Regions from separate parts of the Mus musculus genome. Here all the other regions are linked to region 2. The links are chromatin contacts, called in public Hi-C and HiChIP or PLAC-seq maps. All regions are on one chromosome and are shown on one strand. The core of a region is the stretch at or near the end of the contact, and the rest is flanking DNA. Distances in the headings are between cores, read along the strand shown. Region 1 has its middle 210 kb from the start of Kirrel3. Region 2 holds the start of Kirrel3 (kirre like nephrin family adhesion molecule 3). Region 3 overlaps Kirrel3 (kirre like nephrin family adhesion molecule 3).

The links. Hi-C and Micro-C count contacts between places; a contact is called where the count stands out from the background. HiChIP or PLAC-seq counts read pairs in DNA pulled down with a chosen protein or histone mark.
Region 1: a Hi-C map of the C2C12 cell line shows a contact between it and region 2, with 3 times the contacts expected there. The contact joins the enhancer-like site here to the promoter of Kirrel3 in region 2. A contact is called at or near these places in 3 of 39 promoter capture datasets (the 3T3-L1 cell line, cranial neural crest and hippocampal neurons), 4 of 484 Hi-C or Micro-C datasets (the C2C12 cell line and pancreatic cancer cells), 3 of 115 datasets of contacts at active chromatin or transcription factors (astrocytes, neural progenitor cells and pancreatic cancer cells) and 1 of 9 other capture datasets (embryonic stem cells).
Region 3: a contact with region 2 is called in an H3K4me3 HiChIP or PLAC-seq map of neural tube, with 6 times the contacts expected there. The contact joins the enhancer-like site here to the promoter of Kirrel3 in region 2. A contact is called at or near these places in 5 of 39 promoter capture datasets (embryonic stem cells, hippocampal neurons, liver and 1 more), 1 of 484 Hi-C or Micro-C datasets (uterus), 10 of 115 datasets of contacts at active chromatin or transcription factors (astrocytes, embryonic basal ganglia, embryonic forebrain and 7 more) and 2 of 9 other capture datasets (adipose tissue and pancreatic islet).

The regions. Positions count from the first base shown.
Region 1 is chr9:34,278,571-34,281,810 of GRCm38.p6, reverse strand. No RefSeq gene overlaps it. Among named protein-coding and RNA genes, the nearest start is that of Kirrel3, 210 kb to the left of the region's middle. Within about 2 kb of position 1,745, at least 97 of the 459 cell types and tissues checked have an H3K27ac peak or open chromatin away from gene starts, as enhancers often do. A contact at or near this core is called in the C2C12 cell line, astrocytes and pancreatic cancer cells, where this site is marked.
Region 2 is chr9:34,487,103-34,490,781 of GRCm38.p6, reverse strand. It overlaps Kirrel3 (kirre like nephrin family adhesion molecule 3), which reads right to left and starts at 2,051. Exons shown (of 17, transcript NM_001190911.1): 1 at 1,624-2,051. The coding sequence starts at 1,678.
Region 3 is chr9:34,720,534-34,724,219 of GRCm38.p6, reverse strand. The region is part of intron 1 of Kirrel3 (kirre like nephrin family adhesion molecule 3); the gene reads right to left. Among named protein-coding and RNA genes, the nearest start is that of Gm33561, 130 kb to the left of the region's middle. Within about 2 kb of position 1,854, at least 26 of the 459 cell types and tissues checked have an H3K27ac peak or open chromatin away from gene starts, as enhancers often do. A contact at or near this core is called in neural tube and pancreatic islet, where this site is marked.

The DNA of each region.
Region 1 (3,240 bases), core at 496-2,995, 210 kb after region 2:
TCTGCCAGTTTTCTGAGTACACATTTTGTAGATATGGGTTGGTTTTTTCCTGTTTCCTGATATCTGTCAATGACTGTTGGATAAAAACACAACTTTCTAGGGGAGAGGGAGGAAAAGTCTTTTTCTTACCATCAGTATCACAATGGCAATGTTTCACTTTGGAGAAAGGGCAAAGGCAACTATGTGTAATGCCAATTCTAAATGGCCTGGGTTCTTTATATTTAAGATTTCTTTCTTGTGAGATAACTTGTTTCATATTCAGAAACTCTCTTAAAGAAAGCATAGGATGAAATGTTTCGCTGGCCATGACTTTCCTGTGAGTGTCTATAACACTTTGTCATTGAACCAAGGGAGTTTCATATCTTTTGCCAGCAGTTAACCTGTAAAATAATTCTGTCCATTTTACTCTTTTTTTTTCTGTAAGATATACTTACTATGTAGCGTAGGCTTGCTTTAAGCTCATACTCCTCCTGCCTCAGCCGCTATGTACTGATTACAGGTGTGTATTGCCATGCTTGGTAATTTCTTAGTTCTTGTTCTTACCGTTGAGGGGAGTTGGGAGAATTTGAAGTGGACAAAGCACTAGGGCTGCAACACGTACCTGTCAGTGTGACCTTGGGGAAGTCATAATAAGCATGTGAAACTGTGTTTTTATCATGCATGGCAAGAAAATAATAGCACGTGCCTTAGCTGAAGGATCAAGCATAGCCATCCATGAGCAAATACCTTGAATACAAGGATTAAAAACATTCTATTAGAGAGGCAAACAGCAATGTTCCTAGCACTCTGCAAGGCAGTATGCTCTTTCCCGTCAGATTTGGAGGACCACGCTGGCTGCAGAGTGGGCTCTAATGAGGATTTCTCATTATTGCCATTTGGTTTGCTTCTTATTAAATTTAACAATAATGTCCAATTAATTCTGTGTCCATTAAAATTTGAAATAATGATTTCAAAGAACAAACATGAGTGGATTGCACGGGATACTTCAAAATTAAAGAGAGATGTGTGTGTGTGTGTGTGTGTGTGTGTGTGTGTGTGTGTGTGTGATTTAATTGCTTAGAGCTCCTAATGAGGAAAGATCATGAGACTATGCCAATCCGTAAGAGGGAACCGCCATTCAGCTCAAAGGGATGCACAGTGCTCAGAAGTTCAAAACATCCACATCTGAGGTCAAGTTGTGTGGCATGGCGTTAATAAAGTCATATTAAATAGAGATCAGAGAGGAGAAGGATTCTTGTGTGTGTGTTCTGTATGTGTGCATGTACGTGTATGTATATATATAGGTGTGTAGGGCATGTGGGCATGCCACCAGACAGTCATGAGCACTGGTGAGGTAGAGCATACTCAAATCCTGGGAATCTCAGAGATTCGAGTCCAAAGGAGTGGAGCTGCTTCGTCTGTGCCTGCTCAGAACCTCAGCCAATAGAAAGCATTTACCCTCCAAATCCCATCCCACTGCCCAAGGTTCATAGAATCGCTGTCCACATGGAATAAAGTGCACAAGTTATTTCACTGAGGAGCGTCTCAGAGTGGCTTGGAGGAGGGCTCTCTTGCCTGAAGCACTCATTGTTGAATCTTGGACCTGCTTGCCTGGCCAGGCTCCTGTTGCCCACAGAGGCTCACATCAGAGTGCTGGCTGATGCTATCACCATTGCTGCTGCAGCTGCAGGACTGAATGACCTGCCTCAAGCTGACTGCCCAAACTTCTTTATTCCTTTTGTAAGAGCTGTAACACTCCCACATTCCCAGCATTCCTGGGTTGGACTGGAGCCCTATGGAATCTATTCACCCAGGCTCTGACTCACTCTCCTTGGTCTGGCACACAGCAACATCTGACAACCTGAAGATATACGTTTTCCCATCCTGAAGAGACTGTGTGCTCTCCCATCCTAGATTTTGCCCACTACCTGCTGAGCCAGTGTATCAGTGGCATCCAGACATTGCCAGCAGAGAGGCAGAACATGGAACCACACAGGTATGCATGCATATTCATGTACATGCATGTAGGACTCAGAGGCCAACACTTAGAGGTTGGCAACAGTATCTTTCTTTGTCATTCTCGATCTTATTCTTTGAAACAGGATCCTCGCTGGATCCCATGTGGGCCTTTTCAGCTTGAGTGACTGACCTGCAAGATAGTATCATTTTGTCTCTGCCTCTCAGTGCTGAGTTTGTAGATGTGTGCATCTGTACCCAGCTTTTAAAGTGGGTGGATGACTACATTCAGGTTCTTGTACTGACTCAGAAGTATTTTATTGACTGGGCCACCTCCCCAGCCTTGTGGTTTGTTTTTGAAGACTCAAGCTTACCACTCAATGACTCATCCCATACACTGAGTATAGCTGACCAAACTATACTAATCCTCTTCCAGTCCATTCCTCAATATGTGCCTCTGTCCTACAGTAAAATAAAAGAATTAATGATTCATTTCATTTACTTCATAGTCAAGAATACAGTGCATACTTTTCCCTCCTCCTTGAAAATGAACACTGTAGCTGGAGCCCCCTGGCTTTTTGACTTGCTTCGCTTCTTATTGCCATTAATTATGTCTTTGCTCTACATTTTTTTTTCACATCAACAGAATTTTTTGATGATGGAGCTTACGAACTCTGGTTTGCTTGCCATGGTCCATAGGCACCGTGTGGCATTTGGGCTGTCATAGGCTCATTGTACTTCAGTTGAAGTTAAATTGTTTAAAAGAAAGGTTGCCAGGAGAGAGGGTACTCTTCTCACTCAAGGGAGGGGACTGCAATGTGCTGGCATAGAGAAGGCACTAGAGAAATACAAGGGAACCAGAGCATCACAGGAGTGCTGGCTTTGGCTGCAGTCCAAGTGGAATAATTGCATCCCATCTATGGAAAGCCCCCTGCAGTTCCAATCAGATTGGATACTCTGTTCAATTTCTTCCCTAAAGCCTTTGCATTGAGGAGCAGAGGCTACATGTAAGCAGTGGGCCACTGACCAGTAGATGCTTCATGTAAGGAGTGGGTCATTGACAAGCAGAGGCTGTGCTTAAGGACTAGATAAAGAGCCAGGGAGCTGAAGAAAGGATGTAGAACTTCAACAATTCTCTTCAGGTCCCTCCTTTTCCACCTCCAAAGTCTCACATCAGCCCTTGAAAAGAGAGAAGAAAACCAGGGTAAAGATTCTAGCAGAAAGCAACATTTTAGTTAAACAACCACATTCTTATAAGAGATGAGAGTATAGTTATCTGGTGAACCATGACCCCTGCAGACACAT
Region 2 (3,679 bases), core at 802-3,301:
AAGCCCAGTAGAAAATACATTCTATAATGATTCAGGCAGGCAGGGAAGCACTTTAGACACCTATAGGATGCACAAGCCAATCTGAGAAAGTACTGATCAAGCTTCTAAAAATACAAAAGGCTCACACAAAAAAAATCTATGCAAATCTGTATGTGTGTGTGTGTGTGTGTTGTAAGGGCCCCTTCTTCTCTTACACATTCTACAGGAAACTTTCCAAGTGAATTAGTTAAGAGGCAACGGAGAATGAGAGTCACTATATGTGTGTGTATGTGTGTGTGTGCAAAGGCTGTTTGTCCTCATGTTGCTGTAGGGGTTCCTGGGGAGATGCCCACAACCCATATGAATGTATAAGTGTGAGCTCATTATAAATCTGCATAAACATGCTTTATACATACTTCTAAGGGGAGGGGTCCCTCGAGTTTAATCAGGAGTGATAACTGCAAAGTTTGACCTGCATGGATAAGTGGGAAATCTACAGTGACAACAAGGACCGGGGAAAGGGAGAAGGAAGCCTGGTTTTACTTATATTTGGCTTCTCCTGACAAGAGAAGCAAGGGGTACACACTGTTTGCACAGGCAGCCACCCATGGCGATGTTCTGCTTTCTTAAAAACTTTTACCCTTCATTTAATCAACAGATGGATGTTCTCTGTTGTGGATTTTTTTTTTTTTTCTGAAAGTCCTGTCCCTCCAAGAGCTGTGCTGGCAGGCACACATGCTGCCTCAGATGGCAGAGGTGGCACTGCCATTCCAAAAGAGTGGGACGGAATGGGTTGACTTGGCTCTTTCAGTCTTAATTCCACAGGTGACTGTTGATGCCTTTAGCTAAGTAGGCGCGTGCTTAGTCCTCCCTCCACCATGACCCACCCCATGACTCTCAGTGGCAAGGATCCCAGAGGTAGCAAAGTTCTTTCTGGAGAGTCCACCTGCTAGGATTGCAGAAAGGAAGCAATCGGCACCAGGGGCGAAATTCCATTTCATACACCTAATCCAGTGCTTGGTAGGATTCAGAATTCAGCCTTGCTCAGGGAAATGGGTGACATTCAATGTAACTCTTTACAAGCGTTCTTTTCCCCAGCCACTGTAAATACCCGCCTCAGAACCTTCCCTAATCGCATCCCTTTCTGCAACTGTGCAGACCTCGCACATTTGCTTTAAACACACCCGGGCAAGTTAGACCTTACTGAAACTGAAATCTCCACCTACGCCAGGCTCCCCTTTTCCAACCTGGCTAGAAAGGCGAGCAGGCACCCAGAAGTTCCGAATGGCCTAGCCACACGGATGTTACCTAATTAATATACCGGGTGCATAAAGAACTTACATGCATCGGAGAGTTGGAGTTGGACGTGGACAAGAAAGACGAGAAAGTGCAGCCTCCCCTGTTCTCCCAGCCCCTTCCTTCCGAAGGGAAACCCACAGTTCCATTTTGTAGCATTTGCAAATGCAAAGAAGCAATGCTACTTAACTGCCAATGGGCCGGCACCAAGACCCTCAGCTAGTACGAGTTCCCGAGCCTGTCCACCTCCCAGCTCTCAGCCCTCAGCCCTCAGCCACCCGCGCCCTCCGCTGCCGCCGCCGCCGCCGCCGCCGACTTTGCTCCAACTCCGGCGCGCCGGGTTCCTACCTTGACTGAAGAGGAAGAAGCAGAGGAAGAGCAAATCCAGCTGGAAAGGTCTCATTCCTCAGCGCGCGGGCAGCCGGCGGGCAACTTGGGTGTGCAGTTAGTTTCTCTTCAAGCGCGGCGGCTGGGCTCGCGGTGCTCAGCCTCCGCCGCCGGTCCTCCAGGGTTCGCGCCGACCATCTATCTGTCAGTCGGTCTGTCCCTCCTCTGGTCCGCTTAGGTCTCGTTGTGTCTCCGGGTATCTGCAGGCAGCCGAAACCAAATGCTTGTTTTCAGTCGCCTCGGGAAGCCGGGATCCTTAGCAATGTGCCCACTCGGAGCAGATCCATTCTCTGGTTCTTGGCATCCCAGGCACACGGCTTCCTCTGGCGGGCTCCTCCCACAGCGAGCGAACGAGCTAGCGAGCGGGCGAGCGAGCAAGCGAGTGACGAGTGACAGAAGGGCTCCTTTCACAGAAGCTGGGGCGGGGGGAAGAGGGAGGGGAAACAGGTCATAATTAAAGAGGAAACACTTGGAAAGGGGAACGCTTTGCAAAACGGGAGGGTTGCAGAAAGGCTGTGCTTTTCTTCTTTTCCCTAAACAGGGGGATACTCTGCTTTTGTTACCATTATTGACCAGAACGTATAGTGAGCACCGAGCGGAGCTGTGACTTTCTGTTCACACGATGTAATGTTGTTAAACGGGAGTGAAGTTACCGATGATTAGACTCGTGCACATGCATCAAAATGTGCCTGCCTTGCTGTTGCACTAGGGACTGGCAACTGGGCTAAAAGGTAGTCAGGGGTGCATCTTTCCCCAGCAGGGACTTAGCCAGTGTGTGTAGCCAAGGCTAGGGAGTTGAGATAAGCACAAGCAGGGCAGGCTTTGCATTTGGGGGACTTTCTTGGTGTGTGTGTGTGTGTGTGTGTGTGTGTGTGTGTGTGTGTGTTGTGTGCGTGTGTGATGTGGTGACTGGGGTGATGGTGGTGGTTTGTGTGTATGTGTGTGTGTGGGGGGGGGTAGAGGAGTGGAGGAGGGGGTTGGAATTGATAAGCCCTGGGTGTTTGGATCTTAGTTTGCTTGCACTGCTCCTAGAAAACAAAATGCAGGAGTTAAGAGCGAACGCAGGCAGGTTTGTGACACATACCTATTTATTACTATTATCCCAGTCTGTGTCTCCCCTAACAAGGACAGGCAGCAGTCTGTCTTTGCATTTGAGCCTCTCTCCTCTAATGAGCACTCCATCACTATAAGGATGCCTCTTCTCCAAAAGGTGCTGTGAGTTTGATTGCCAAGGAGAGGCCAAGGTCATAGGCAACAATTTCTTAAAAACCTGCAAGTCTTTTACCTGTCATGAAATCCACACTCAAATCAAACTCCATGTCCTCCATGATAGCAACATGAATTTTTCTAGGTCTATTTACTTGATACACATTTAGGCATGCCATGGGGGAAAGTAAAATTGACCATGCCTCCAGGAGCTTGTGATCCAAAGTGGAAGTTGAGTGCATACAAGACACAAACTCTAAGTATCTTACAAAGCAACACATAAAAATATGCAGTGTTATAGAGAGTGGGTGAAGAGGGACTAAAGGGAGAGATGGGGAAAATGAAAGATGCTTTCTCAATGTGCGTCATTCAACATTCAATTACAAAATCAATCATTACTTTCTGCAGTCTTTGGACCTTAGGGAGTCCTTTTAGGGATCTCTTACCCTTCCATCAGTATTACAGATATGGGGCTTTGCTGACTGCAAGGCACATTCCAACTCTGAGTTTCCACATGGATGTTAAAAAATGTTTCTTAGAATTTATGAACAACAAAGAAGCAGGGACGTATGCATAAGTGTGTACTGGTAGGAGCTGACACCTGGCAGTGACATTCAAGATCTATAAATTAGTAGGTGTATGCTTTCTTGACTTTTCCATTCTTATCATAACAGTTTGTTTAACTACATCTCTTAGAGGCTGTTAAACATATCAAAGGGAAATCTATAAGCATGTGTGTGTGTGTGTGTGTGTGTGTGTGTGTGTGTGTGTGTGTGAAGATGTTGAATAGCAGAGGCAGCCCCATCAGCCA
Region 3 (3,686 bases), core at 605-3,104, 230 kb before region 2:
GCGTCCAGCATCACAGTCACCTCCCAGCTCATTATCTCCACACTCAATGTGCTGGCATTCCTTCCAGGGAGCTAGTTACAAATCTTCACTCTTCTGTTCCTCCCATAGAAATTCTGGTTGAGGTCAGTAGACCCTAAGGCCAGTGGTATGTAGACCCTCACTGTATAAATTATCCCTCCCTGCTTTGGTTTACCTGGCTGAAATTAGTCTTTAGTGACACTGCATAGTTACTGCATAGACACTGACACCCAGACAGGTACATTGTTGTGCCTTGGTTTAAAAGGTCACAGTACTTCTGGACTTCTTATCACAGACCCTGAAAGCCCAGTGTCAAGCAGCCAGAGGCCTTTGAGCTGTGACTCTGTCAAGTGAGTGAGCTTATCCCAGTGGCCTCAAAACTGACGGTCAGCTCTGGTACAGTGGATTCTAATTCTTTAACTTCTTTGCCCTTCCTTGAACAAGCTGGCTACCTCCCATATCCTCTGGGCCTCACCTTCCTGTTCTGGTGAGCTCTGGCCTGTGACAAGTTACACAATGATTACACCTTACAGGAGGTAGCTGTGTAAGGATTAAAGTATAGTGGCTAAGCTCTCAGCTCAGGGTCTAGCATGTAGCAAGACCCCAACACAAGGCTTGCCTGATCAACTCACACTCTTTCACACTGGGCACTCTAAAACCGAGGAAGCCATTTCAGCTCATAGTGACTACCTGGCTTGCTCCTCCCAAGCCAGGAAACTTCTATTCATCCTTCAAGAGCTTGTTCTCATGATATCATGAAGCAGCAGCATCCTCTGAAGATGCTGCTGTGCTCACAGAGAAGGGGCTTTGAATAGGCTCCTTGTATGCTACAGGGCACCTGGTGGGACCTGGAGTGCATCTCTCTTGAGCTCCGTGAGTCTAAAGGCGGTTTGTTCACTCTGGAATCTTTAAGTCTGTTGTGCCAGGTGCAGAGCAAGCCCATGGCACACTGGAGCAGATGAAGGAGTGGGGTGTTTTGAAAGGAAGTTACAACACTCCTGTGTACCATTCTTTGCAGATCTGTCTGTCTTTGCAGGTGAGACTCTCCGTGGATCCCCCTCACTGGAAAATCACAGGCATCCTAGTCTCTTCTGTACAACAGCAGCATCTGGTACCTTTTGTCCTGACCCTGAGGCCTAGATGTCCCCATCTGAAGTGAGTTTCTATTCTTTCAAGTGATCGATGCCTAGCACAGAGGCCCCTATACAGTTCTTCACTAACAGCTTCTCTAGGAGCAGTTATAGTTCCTTAAGCCCTAGGAAGGATGGCCTATTAAGGTAAAAATGGCATGTTCCCCCTCTCCCCAAACTGTATTGTTTTGAACAGGATCTAGTTTGGGGGAACTAGGGAAAGTTTGGGTCTCTCTTGCTTTGCCTGGGTGCTTCCTGGCTTTTTGGCAGTGTGCAGAGTCACCGAGTCTCACCCTACCACCTTTATTTTATTTTCCAATAAGCTGCCCAGCATCCTAGTCAGAGGCCAGCATCCTAGTCAGAGGCCAGCATCCTAGTTAGAGGCCCAGCATCCTAGTCAGAGGCCCAGCAACCTAGTCAGAGGCCAGCATCCTAGTCAAAGGCCGTGCTCACCCCAGGAAGCTGTGAAAGTAATAAAAGAACTAAATGTTTTCTAGGTCACCGCCTGATCAAGTCCCCACTTAAACAATAATCTTGCCGTTGCATCTGCAAAAACCCAGACTCAGGCCCCAAAAGGTTACTTCATCAATAATTCTTGAGCTTGCCGACAGCGACAATTATTCCCAGCAGGCTTTTTGGGCCATCTCTAAACAGGCTCTGTGGAGGAGAGGCCTCGCTCCGCTCAAGTACTCAGGCAGCAGCCATTAATATTGTTGGAGGGGAGGGTGGGGCAGAAAGGACAGGAATTGGACCTCCTGAGGAGGCAGGAGAGAGGGCTGAGGAAGGGAGCTGGGAGCCTAGGCAGGCTCAGCCTGAAGTTTAACAAAAAGGGAAACTTCTCTCTGTGTTAGGAACTGTGGATTAAAGTGGGCACCTGTGCTATCCTGTGGGCTGAGAAAATCTCACTGACAGAGAATGCCTTGCACAAGATCTAGTCCGGAATCTATGGCCTTTACTCTACTGGTCCCTAGCCAGCAAGCTGCTGAAACTGGTCTCTTTGATTTACTCAGTGTATTTACCAAGCAATTTGCAAGAGCAAGTAATTACTCCTCAGGTCATTGACTCCTGGGTGGAAGAACTCTTTAGATCTTATTTGACCTCTGTCTAGCCTTCCCAGGCCATTTTGGCTCCTGTTCCTATTTGCATTTAATCTCTCTCCTCTGGTCTCCAAGCCTCAGTGAGGGTGGTTGCCACTGTGTTTTCCAGAGTTTGTCCTGCTGCCGCAGGCAGCTCCTGGCTTGGAACTCCTTTTATTGTGCCTTCCATCTTCTGCTCCAAGCTGAGGTTGACAGCACCTTGTCCTGAGGCTTTGGAGCAAAGATTAATTCTTTTCCTTCATTTAGACTGTTTGCATGGAGGTATTTATAGACTCTGACTGTTCTCTCAGAGCCGGATCCTTTCTCAACGATAGGCATGTGGTGCGCTCACTCTCTCCTGATACAACTTATCTGCTGAATTAGAACATTGCTGGTGTTTATGTTTGGTTCGGGTCCTCCCACACCTTTTCAAAACTTCACTAACTACCCTTGCTCAGCTTGTCCTATTCCTCTGTGCCAATAAGGAAAATGTATCTCCTCATTTGTGTGGCTTTTATCACGGGACCCTCAGCTGCTGGGAGCCAGGAAGAGCATGCAAAGGGAGAGGAGGTTAGCAGATGGCTCCTGATTATATTCCAAGAGCAGATTCAGGGGAACTGAGAACACTCTTCAAGTGACTTGTTTATCAAAGAACTCTGTCCAGTTCCCTACCTCAGCCCCACAGAAAAGTACACCCCCCCCCCAAAGCCAACAGGTATTTTCACAAGAAGAAAGGTTTAAAGTCTGCCCTAACACCAGTCTGTGAAGGGACAGGAGATATCACTAAGGGATCACATTGTCAGAGTGTTCAGACTGGCCGACAGAGCTGGGAAGATTCCAGATTTACCCTCATCTATCTGGGCCACAGAGGAAGGACACTGGAGATCACAGATTAGCCACATGTTCTACTTGAAGAAACCAAGCAGCGCGAGATAGGGGAGTGATGCACATTTTGATGTCACACATGCTGGGTTCCAATGTCCACTTACTTGCTCACCTACAGCTATAGGTGGCCTTTGATGAAGGTTCCCCATTTCATGAAACCTCAGTTATTTAGTTCCTCGTCTGAAGAATGCACATGTAGTCTCTAGTGCAGTGCTTATGTTAACTGAAAAGAATTAAAGGCATAGATATGTTCCTGGCACATAGTAGGTACAGAATAAATGATTGCCACTATTAAGGTATGGACCTAATAAAAGCCATTCCAGCAACATGGGGGCCAGAATTGTGCCCTTTATTTCTTAGTTCAGTCATTCTGGTATGGTACTTCCTCCTCAGTATTGACTGCAAGTGCCAGAAAATACCAGGAAAATGTTTTTAAGTTTGGGCCCAGGGTTGGAGGGACAGCCCTGCAGAACAGAAACCAAGAGTTTGCAGGGAAGTTTTAAGGCCCCCCTGGTCAAAGAACTGTGTTGTCTTCTCTGGATATGAGACCCTGTGTGCAGGAAAACATTCCATGAAA